2 separate regions of the Anser cygnoides genome follow, and region 2 is linked to region 1. Evidence: chromatin contacts called from public Hi-C data. All regions are on one chromosome and are shown on one strand. The core of a region is the stretch at or near the end of the contact, and the rest is flanking DNA. Distances in the headings are between cores, read along the strand shown. Region 1 holds the start of PGPEP1L (pyroglutamyl-peptidase I like). Region 2 holds the start of ARRDC4 (arrestin domain containing 4).

Evidence for each region. A called contact is a pair of places that touch in the nucleus more often than the background predicts.
Region 2: a Hi-C map of liver shows a contact between it and region 1, with 9 times the contacts expected there. The contact joins the promoter of ARRDC4 here to the promoter of PGPEP1L in region 1. A contact is called at or near these places in 2 of 7 Hi-C or Micro-C datasets (both in liver).

What each region holds. Positions count from the first base shown.
Region 1 is chr11:4,415,373-4,419,658 of Taihu_goose_T2T_genome, reverse strand. PGPEP1L (pyroglutamyl-peptidase I like) reads left to right here and starts at 1,827. Exons shown (of 6, transcript XM_048076253.2): 1 at 1,827-2,174. It overlaps LOC106036443 (protein FAM169B), which reads right to left and starts at 2,891. Exons shown (of 34, transcript XM_067003776.1): 1 at 2,668-2,891. The coding sequence starts at 2,701.
Region 2 is chr11:4,632,473-4,636,899 of Taihu_goose_T2T_genome, reverse strand. It overlaps ARRDC4 (arrestin domain containing 4), which reads left to right and starts at 3,126. Exons shown (of 8, transcript XM_048076325.2): 1 at 3,126-3,537. The coding sequence starts at 3,192. LOC106036443 (protein FAM169B) reads right to left here. Exons shown (of 34, transcript XM_067003776.1): 31 at 1,808-2,024.

The DNA of each region.
Region 1 (4,286 bases), core at 578-3,077:
AAGCGAGGAGGTTATGAAAATCCTTACCTCTTAGAGATACACACGCCTCACTCTGAGGAAAAGTCTGCTTGTTTCATAGATGAGAATTTAGTTATACTGAAGAAATATGGTTGTGGATCAGACTCATCTTTGAGCTTCAAGTAGCTTTCTCTAGATGTAGGGACCGCATTCATGATACGTAGCGCATCTACACTACCAGAATTTTGAGTTTCCACCTTTCAGGGTGCTGACTTCCTGCCTGTAAACTTTAACTGATTGACATGGATTTCATTGAGGGCAGGGAATTTTCCATCTACCTAGAGAGGCAGATGGAAATTTAAAGCTTCATTAGTGCAACTGTTAAACTAGATGTACAGGTTTGTCATGTGGCAACTATTTCCCAGGCGCCAGCATCATATGTATTTTGTTACTCACTGAATGTCTTTTGCAGCCTTGTTGTTAGATGGTTAGCACATACAAGTCCGACTCTCAAAATGCTCTGAAATCAAAAATGTCTTGTGGCAAGGCTGAATTTAAAACAAGAACCTCAAGTTCTATGTCAACATCTGGCCTGCTTTTCAATGGCAAGGCTTGTGAAAAACAGTTACAGGAACAGACCTCAGGAACAAGTAGAGTTGCGGCACCTCAATTACAGCAGGGCATGAACTGAAAAGTACCACTTGCACAAGAAGAGCTAATGGCTGACTCCAGTATTTTCTTAACATGTTATATACTCAACCTGTTACCAATGGTTACATAATTACTTTAAACAATATTCAATTATTTAACTGTCAAAATTCAGACAACACCTAGAAACAATGACATCCATTCCAAAAGAGGAAGGGACTGGAAGAAGAACTATTTTAAACATTCGAGAATAATGAAAAAAATTGGGGAAAAAAGTGTTGACAGAACCTGAAGTGCCCAACAGCACATTTGCCTGAACATGAAAAACCAAGGCTCATTCATCTAGAGACATTTTATTTTAAAACATCAGCAGAATTAAGAGTATCAAAAAAAAAAAAAAAAAAAGGATTATTACCAATGTTTGACTTTCAGAAGTGGCTGATAAGAGGGAAAAAATAGAGCCATCTGACTACAGTGCATTTAGCCATCAGCAGTTAGAGGAACTAATGAACAACATCATTATTTTACTGAAGGGGATGAAGTAGGTGCTTTAGATAAATGGCAGCAACTTAAAATGCGTTTCAGAAGATAAATTCACTTTCTCTCCATTTACCTGCTAGCGTGACAAATTAAGAAAGGAGAGCATAAAAACAGAGCAGGAGGGAAAGCAGTGCAAAAGCTAACTGAGGTGATGCAACGGGCCCTTATCCAAACAAGTGCATGAACAGAGATTCTTGGAAGTGCTCCTAGTCAAATATAAACCAGGAACACTACACATGCCAGACTGCCTTGGAAATCCATGATAGAGCATGTGCAGAAGACTCACCTGTCCTAAAATAAGATCCCATACCAAGCACCAGGAGTGTTATCATTTGGAAACACAGTGTCTATTCATTTCAAAGCAGTGCTCCACCTCATAACAAATTGTGAGTTCTCTCTGTTGGCCCACACTAGGCAGAGAAGCTCTTTAGCTATGGCCAAAAACACCAGTAGATTAACTTGGGCTGAAAGCAGATGGTTTTTCTCTCCCCAAAAAATTAATCATTACGAACCATGTATTTCTTGTTCTACAATCATCTCACGATCAACAAAGAAAGTACTTACTGAATACCCTTTCTTAAGTAACCAAGGGCAACGTAGAAAGCCTTTTATACCTATTCTCTACACCAAAATAATGCAGCAAATTATTTCTTGGTGGTCAAGACACAATGTGTCTACTGCTCCTTCCTCCCCGACACAGTGTTGTACCTCAGTCTGAGTAAACACTTTAACATGTTCTCTGCAATTGGGCCTTACAGATGTAAAAGTATGTTTACAAAGTATTGCCTCTGCTCTTTATTAGTTCTCAAGTACTTCACCATTAAAGTCACAGCCCGATGCACCTGTGCCTCTACACGTACACAAGATGCGCCATTTTACCAGCGCCACCCGCTGAACCAAAGCTGACAGAAATTCTGGGGCCAGCTCCTCTCTGCTTCAGGGCAGGTTTGGGCTACCCTAAAAAACCTGGAGAAGCTACTTGTGTGCTCGGGAAAGGGAGAAAAGAAAAACTTCAGCGACTTGCTCTGGTAGGCCCGCTTTGAGGAGGGCGTCAGACGGGACCACCCCAGGGGCACCTCCTCACCTCAGCCACCCCGTGGAAAACTGCGGGTTGGGAACACGGCCACGAGGAGCCTGGGCTCGCCCTGCCGTGAGCGCAGGCGAGGGCGCAAAAGTGTTCGCGACGAGGGCAGGGCGGCACGTTGGGCGCTTCGGCAGCGCCCCGAGGCGGGCGCTGAGGAGACGCCGCCATTTCGCGGCGGCGGGGGGCGCCCGGCGGCCCCTCACAGGAGGAGGCGCCCGGCGGGGCTGCGAGGCACCGCGTCCTGCCTCCCGCGGGTGAGCAGCCGGCCCGGGGGGACATCGAGGGCGGCAGGAGGGAGGCGAAGCCGCCGCCCTGAGGAGGAACAGGAGGAGAGGGCGGCGTGAGGGGAGAGACGGGACGAGGGGCCGGCGGGGGAAGGAGGCGAAGCCGCGGGGGAGTGCGGGCCCGGGCGGCGAGCCCTCTCCCTCCCCTCTTACCAGCGGCGGCTCTTCCTCCTCCCTCGGCCTCCATCACTGCCTCGGAGGCGGGCTCCGGCCGCCTGGCCCGCCCCCGGCCCGCGGGGGGATGGCGGCGAGGCCCCGGCCCTGCCCGGCAGCCGCTGAGGGCGGGACGCGAGGGGCAGCGGCCGGGCTGAGGGGAGAGGTGGCTGGAGGGGAACAAAAGAGCGGAGGAGGTTGTGATAAACCGGCCTGGCGCCGCTTCTCTAGGAGGGAAGGCTAAAAAGGGTGAGGAGAAGGTGGCTGCAAACGCAGGGCAAGGTGGCAGGGGGGCTAAGGAGCAGCTCCTGTCCTCCCCCTGGCAAGCACCAGCCAAGCATCGCACTTCACCGTAAAAAATGCTGAATAGAAGTTCTGAATTCTTCATTTAAAAGGTCCAGGATGACAAACGATAGGGCTAATGCCAGTTTCGTTAAGCCCTGGGAATAGTGAAGTGCAAAAATGGTATTTTTATGACTGTTCAGACGTGTACTGTGGTGATCTTTAGCAATGTGAAAGAGGCTTTTGAAAAATCTAGCCTGCTGTTCGTTATTAACAACTAAAGTAGAGGTAGGAATATGAAAAAGAATACACAGTTGTCAAAATTAGAAAACAGAATGCAGGTGTTGACTCCTGGGAGCCTTCCTACCGAGATTGTCTGATTGCTTAATTATTTCTGAAATAGCTAGCACAGGTATCAAAGTAAAAAATAGGGGGGGGGAAGTACATGGAAATAATAGTACGTTTGCATAGAAACAAGCAAGCTTTCCTTTGGGCTCGCTGTCGGGGAACACCACTGGTTTCAGTCTATCGGACACAACATTTCAGGAAAGTGCTTTAAGTGCCTCGTGTTGCTGTTACACGCTCTGTTCCCTGTCAGCATTTAAAAGAAAACTCCACAGGGTTGATCTTCCCTTCAAATATTTTTGAAAACGTGGTAACGTAGATTTGCATTTTCTTTCCTCAACAAGGCAAAGCAGTTTTTCTCTCCACAACAGGGCAACGCAATGTCCGCACATACACCATGACTTTCAAAAAAGCCGATGTCACGCAACCACTTCACAGCACATCAGTGAGTTTCTTCACATTCTTGTCATCACTTGAAGCTTTGCACCTTCCAGCATTCCCCGAGTATCATGTACGTTGTTCTCAGCTCAGGGGTTTCATCATCATGTAGGTCAATGGTCTATAGGGAATAGCAAACTTTACACCAAAATGTTTGTCTCTTCTCTTTTTGTGACATTACATTCCGCCTACCTGTATGCCATCTTTGATCTTCCCTGAGGATCATTTATTTTTATTGAATGGAAAAGAAATGTAAAGTGTTAGATGCTGAAATTTCTATTTAAAGTCCCATTATAGTTTAGTGTTAAATAGCATAACAGCTCGATTTCTCCCTCCTCTCATTAAACGTTGGACAGCTGAGATAAATTTGGAATATATTAAACATTTCCACTTAACAGTTTAACATGTTGGTTGGTTCTTGCCAATAGCAAGAAATAAAAAATCTATATGTAAGTAATAATAAAAGGGATAAAATTTGAAGAGCTGTTTCTAAATGAAGGGCCATATTCAGTTCTTGTTACCTTCACCACTAAAGAGCTATTAGAGCAGTGTTC
Region 2 (4,427 bases), core at 1,877-4,376, 220 kb before region 1:
CTTCTCCTCTTGTATCTTCCACAAAGTATGATTACTTATCAGGCATCCTCCTCTGTGTGCAGACTTGGGATCCATACGATACCTTCAAAAATTCCTCTGCCAGGCTGAAGTCCTGATAGCCTATTTTCAGTGTGCGTACTGAGGTGATTTGCAACTAACGATTACATCTAGAAACTTAAGCTGCCAGATCCCTCTAAATTCAGTGATCTGACTACAAGAGTCAATTAACCATCAGAGCTAGGATATTACCAGCTGCTGCAGAAAGATGTTCTTCTAGTTCCTTCACCTTTACGATAAGAGCTGATCACAGCCTCATTGCTAGAGCTGATCACAGCTTTGAGGGCACGCTCAAGTGAGACCTTTCTTTCTGCATTCTTTACTCTTACATGAGAACTTGTGCATTAATTAGCTTGCTAAGGCAGCTAGTTCTTACGTAGTCCTGAATAAAGTGGCAAAATAAAAGAATAGAAAGGATAATCAAGCACTTGAATATCTCTTGCTCTTTCTCACATACACCCACACACATGCATCCAGTCACACACATACACCCATACTGTCTGAGTGTTCATCTGCTGTTCCTTCCTTCCTTCTGGCTTATCAGATACTAAAATAGTGATGTGGTAGTTTCCATCATTCATGCTATGACTTCACTGTGTCGGTCAGTTGAAACGTCTCATGCACAAGAAAGTATTCTCAAGAAGGGTGGATGAGAAAACAGTCAATCACTGCATGATAATTTCAACAAGGAAGTTTTGGTCTTTGAGTTGTGCTGAAAAAAGCCTATCAAAGGGGAAACAAACATCTGGAACAAGTAGCATCTGACTGTGACTGAATGTTCCTACTCTCTGAATCCTCTGTGATCTAATTGTTCAAGTCATACAAACTTCTAAACTCTCACTAATTCTGTGTTGTTGTTTTTTTATACACAATTGTCCACATTCACTCCTTTCCCTATCTAGCTCGTTTGCACTTGCAAAGAAATAACAGAAGGCAAAATTTGAATGGTCATGTAATACCTGTAAGAGAATTGTTTTTATACAGGATATAACTCATATGGGAAAAAATGGAGATGTGGAATTTCGATTTTTTACCTCTTATATTCATAATACTTTCAAAATCAGTTACAAGAAATTGCATACATTGTACATAAGCAAATTTAGCAAATAAATAGTCTGCGTGCATATCTGTCCAAGCACATTCTGTTGGCTTGCTACAAAACTAACCTGACACTTGCTAATATATGGAAAAAGGTTTATATGGAACAGGACAATCAAGCAGTGTTAGTTTAATTAACTAAAAATACCAAAGATAGCAATATGTTAATATACCTCTGTTCCCAAATATGATAAAAACATTTGTTAGTTCCTGTGAAAACTAATTCAGAAAGCACAAAGGAACTTGAATATCCAAAAATTGTTTAAATACTCAACGAATCATCACAGCATTTTTTTCTTTAGTTACATAATTCTTCACCATGAGCTGGGAAACCTGTGGCCAACAGTCCAGATAAAGTCCGTGAATTCAGCCCATCTGGAATCACGTTACTTTTCCCCACGTTATTACTGATTAACGCTGAGGTGTGCGTTAACACGTAGCCAATGAAAGGTGTTCCAAAGGCCTACGTGGCTCTCAGCAAGGCCAAGTTCTTCATCTCAGAAGTAATTCTGAACATGAGCGTACGTTTCAGGGGACCGGATATCACAGAGGTATGCCACGAATCCTGAGGAACCCTGAGGTTATCACGTCAGGTAGTTAAAAGCCGAGGCTCTGAGTGTGGAAGCCATTTTTTACTAATTCCGGTAATTACCTGAGTCAGCAGGGAAGCACCAGGCTGCTCCTTTCCAGTGCTCACGAGGGATAGAAAAATGCAGGAAGCAGCAGCTGCTGGAAGCGTCGGGCACGCGGGTGACTCGGGCAGGGCAATGCCTCCTGTCAGCGAGGGGAACGCAGCAGGTCGTTCCCCGCACACACCTTCAGGGAGAGGCCCTGCTGCAGACTCAGGCGATGACAAAGTGTGACACTTCCTAAACAAAATTAACTTCAGCAACCCTCTGGTGCAGGCGCACCGTTTGGTTTTGTAACGCGTATCAGGCTGGCCATGGCTCAGAGCCGCACGGCCACCAGGCTGCTGGGTCCTGCCCTGTTCCCCTATGGACACAGACAGCCTTCCCGCTCTTCCTACAGGCGCCGGGGGCTTTCCTAAATTTGTACTGCTAAGAATTGGGAATAACCAACCTTGCTTTTATGCTTGTGGGCTGATTTGTCAAGTATGACCTGCAGAGTTTGTACGGAAAGGCTTCGGCCGTGCTGCTGAGGCCTAGCGGCACGCGGCCCTACATGGCCGCTTCGCACCCGGAAGGCACGAGCTCCCCAGTGGGGCACCCGCTGGTGACGGAGCGGAGGGAATCCAGCAGGTGCGTGTACAGCGAGGGCAGGGCACAGCCTCCCTGAGGTAAACTGAGGGGGTACCACCACGCCGCCAATCTTTGCTTTATTTTGTATTCCGTGAGTCCCACCGCCCGCGGGGCGAGGCTGAGCCTGATGGCAACGCAACGCCTGCCCCGAGCTCCTGCCCCTGGCCCTGCTGACAGGAACGGAGGCCCGCTGATGGCCTTGGGCCTCCCTCAGGCCTCCAGCCCCCAGCCTCCATTCCCTAGTCCTCAACCCCAAGCCCCTGTCCCCAGCCCCCAATCTCCAGCCTCCACCCCCATTCCCCTATCCCCATTCCCCTATCCCCATTCCCCTGTCCCCAGTCCCCAACCCTCACCCCTCACCCAGCCCCCCCCCCGCCCAGGAGGCCCTACCCCGCGCCCGCCCTCACCCCTCCCCGCGGCCTGTCCCGGCCCCTCCCCGCCTGTTTACCCACGGGCCGCGCACGTGGCGGCCTCGCCCCGCCATTGGCCTCCCCTCCGCTGCCCTGCAGCCTCCCCGCCAATCGGCGCTCTGTCCACGCGCCTCCTCCCCCCACCCCATTGGCTGGAGGGCGGCGATCACGCCGCGTGACGCGCGCCCCTCCGCCGAAACCAAGCGGGGGGCGAGCGAACGGCGAGGCGGGGAGCCGCGGGGCGACCAATCGGAGCCGGGCGGCAGGGGCGGGGCTCGGCGCTGCGGGCTCCGGCGGAGCCGGGCGGGTTTTAAAGGCACCGACGGCGGCGGCCGCGGCCTGCCCGGGGGGGAGCCGGGGCGCCAAGATGGCGGCGGCCGGCTGCGGGCCCGGCGGCGGGGCGGTGCGGGCGCTGGCCCTGGTGCTGCAGGACGAGGCGCGGCCGGGCGGCGGCGGCTACTGCAGCGGGGACACGGTGCGCGGCCGGGTGCTGCTGGAGCTGGCGGGGCCGCTGGCGCTCCGCGGGCTGCGCCTGGAGGCCGCGGGCCGGGCCCGGGTGGCGTGGGGCGAGGCGGCGGCGGGCGGCGGCGGAGGAGGAGGAGCGGCCCCCGGGGGAGCCTGCGGGGCGGCGGCGGGGCCGGTGGGGCCGCGAAGGGAGGCGGAGGTGCGGTACCTGGACGTCCGGCAGAGCCTGCTGCGGGAGCCGCGCGGAGGTGAGGGGATTGGGGGGCGGGAGAGGGGGTGAGGGGGGAGCTCTGCCCCCTGGGGGGGCCGGGAGGCGGCTGGGGGGGGGGCACAGAGGTGCGGGGAGCAGCCCCCGGGGCGGCCGCAGCCCGCAGTGTACGCGAGGAGAGGGCTCGGCCCGGTTTGGTCGAGTCCTTAGGCTCGGGCAGGGTGGTTTGGGCAGGCGGGATGGCAGGGCGAGGGAGGGGTTTTAAGGTAAAAGGGGAGAGGTTTAGGTTAGAGGTGAGGAGGAAATCCTTCGCTCTGTGGGTGGTCAGGCGCTGGGACAGGCTGCCCAGAGAAGCTGTGGGTGCCCCATCCCTGGAGGTGGTCGGCAGCAGGTTACGTGAGGCCCTGAGCTAGTGGGTGGTGTCCCTGCCCATGGCGGGGGCTTGGAGGCCCCATCCAGCCCGAGCTGTTCTCTGATGACTGCTGCACCGTGAGCCACAGGTCCAGAAACACAGCCTGCAGTTTTCACTTGGTTTGTTACGTTGGTCTCCTACATAATGTGTCCCGCAGGGGTTAGCTCTTCACAAATTACCTTAGGCACCTGAGCGTGCCTCATGTGCTGTAAGCAGCACCTGAAGTCACCAGTGAAAGACTCTGCAAGCAGCCAGCTCGCTTTTGGAATGACTTAAGAGGAACACCTTTAACAATCACGCAAACGCTGCAGCATTAGGGCAGTACTGAAGAATTAAAGGAAAAATGGCATTTCATCATGTAATGGTGAAATACTTCTCACGCTTATCTGTAGGAGAAGTAACTGTTAGGCCTTAAATCTCCACTACAGTAGGCCCTCTAAAAATGTATTATGATTATGTATATTAGTAATAAAAATAGTAATGCTGGCCTTAAATTGCAGCTTTTTAGTACAGAAGGT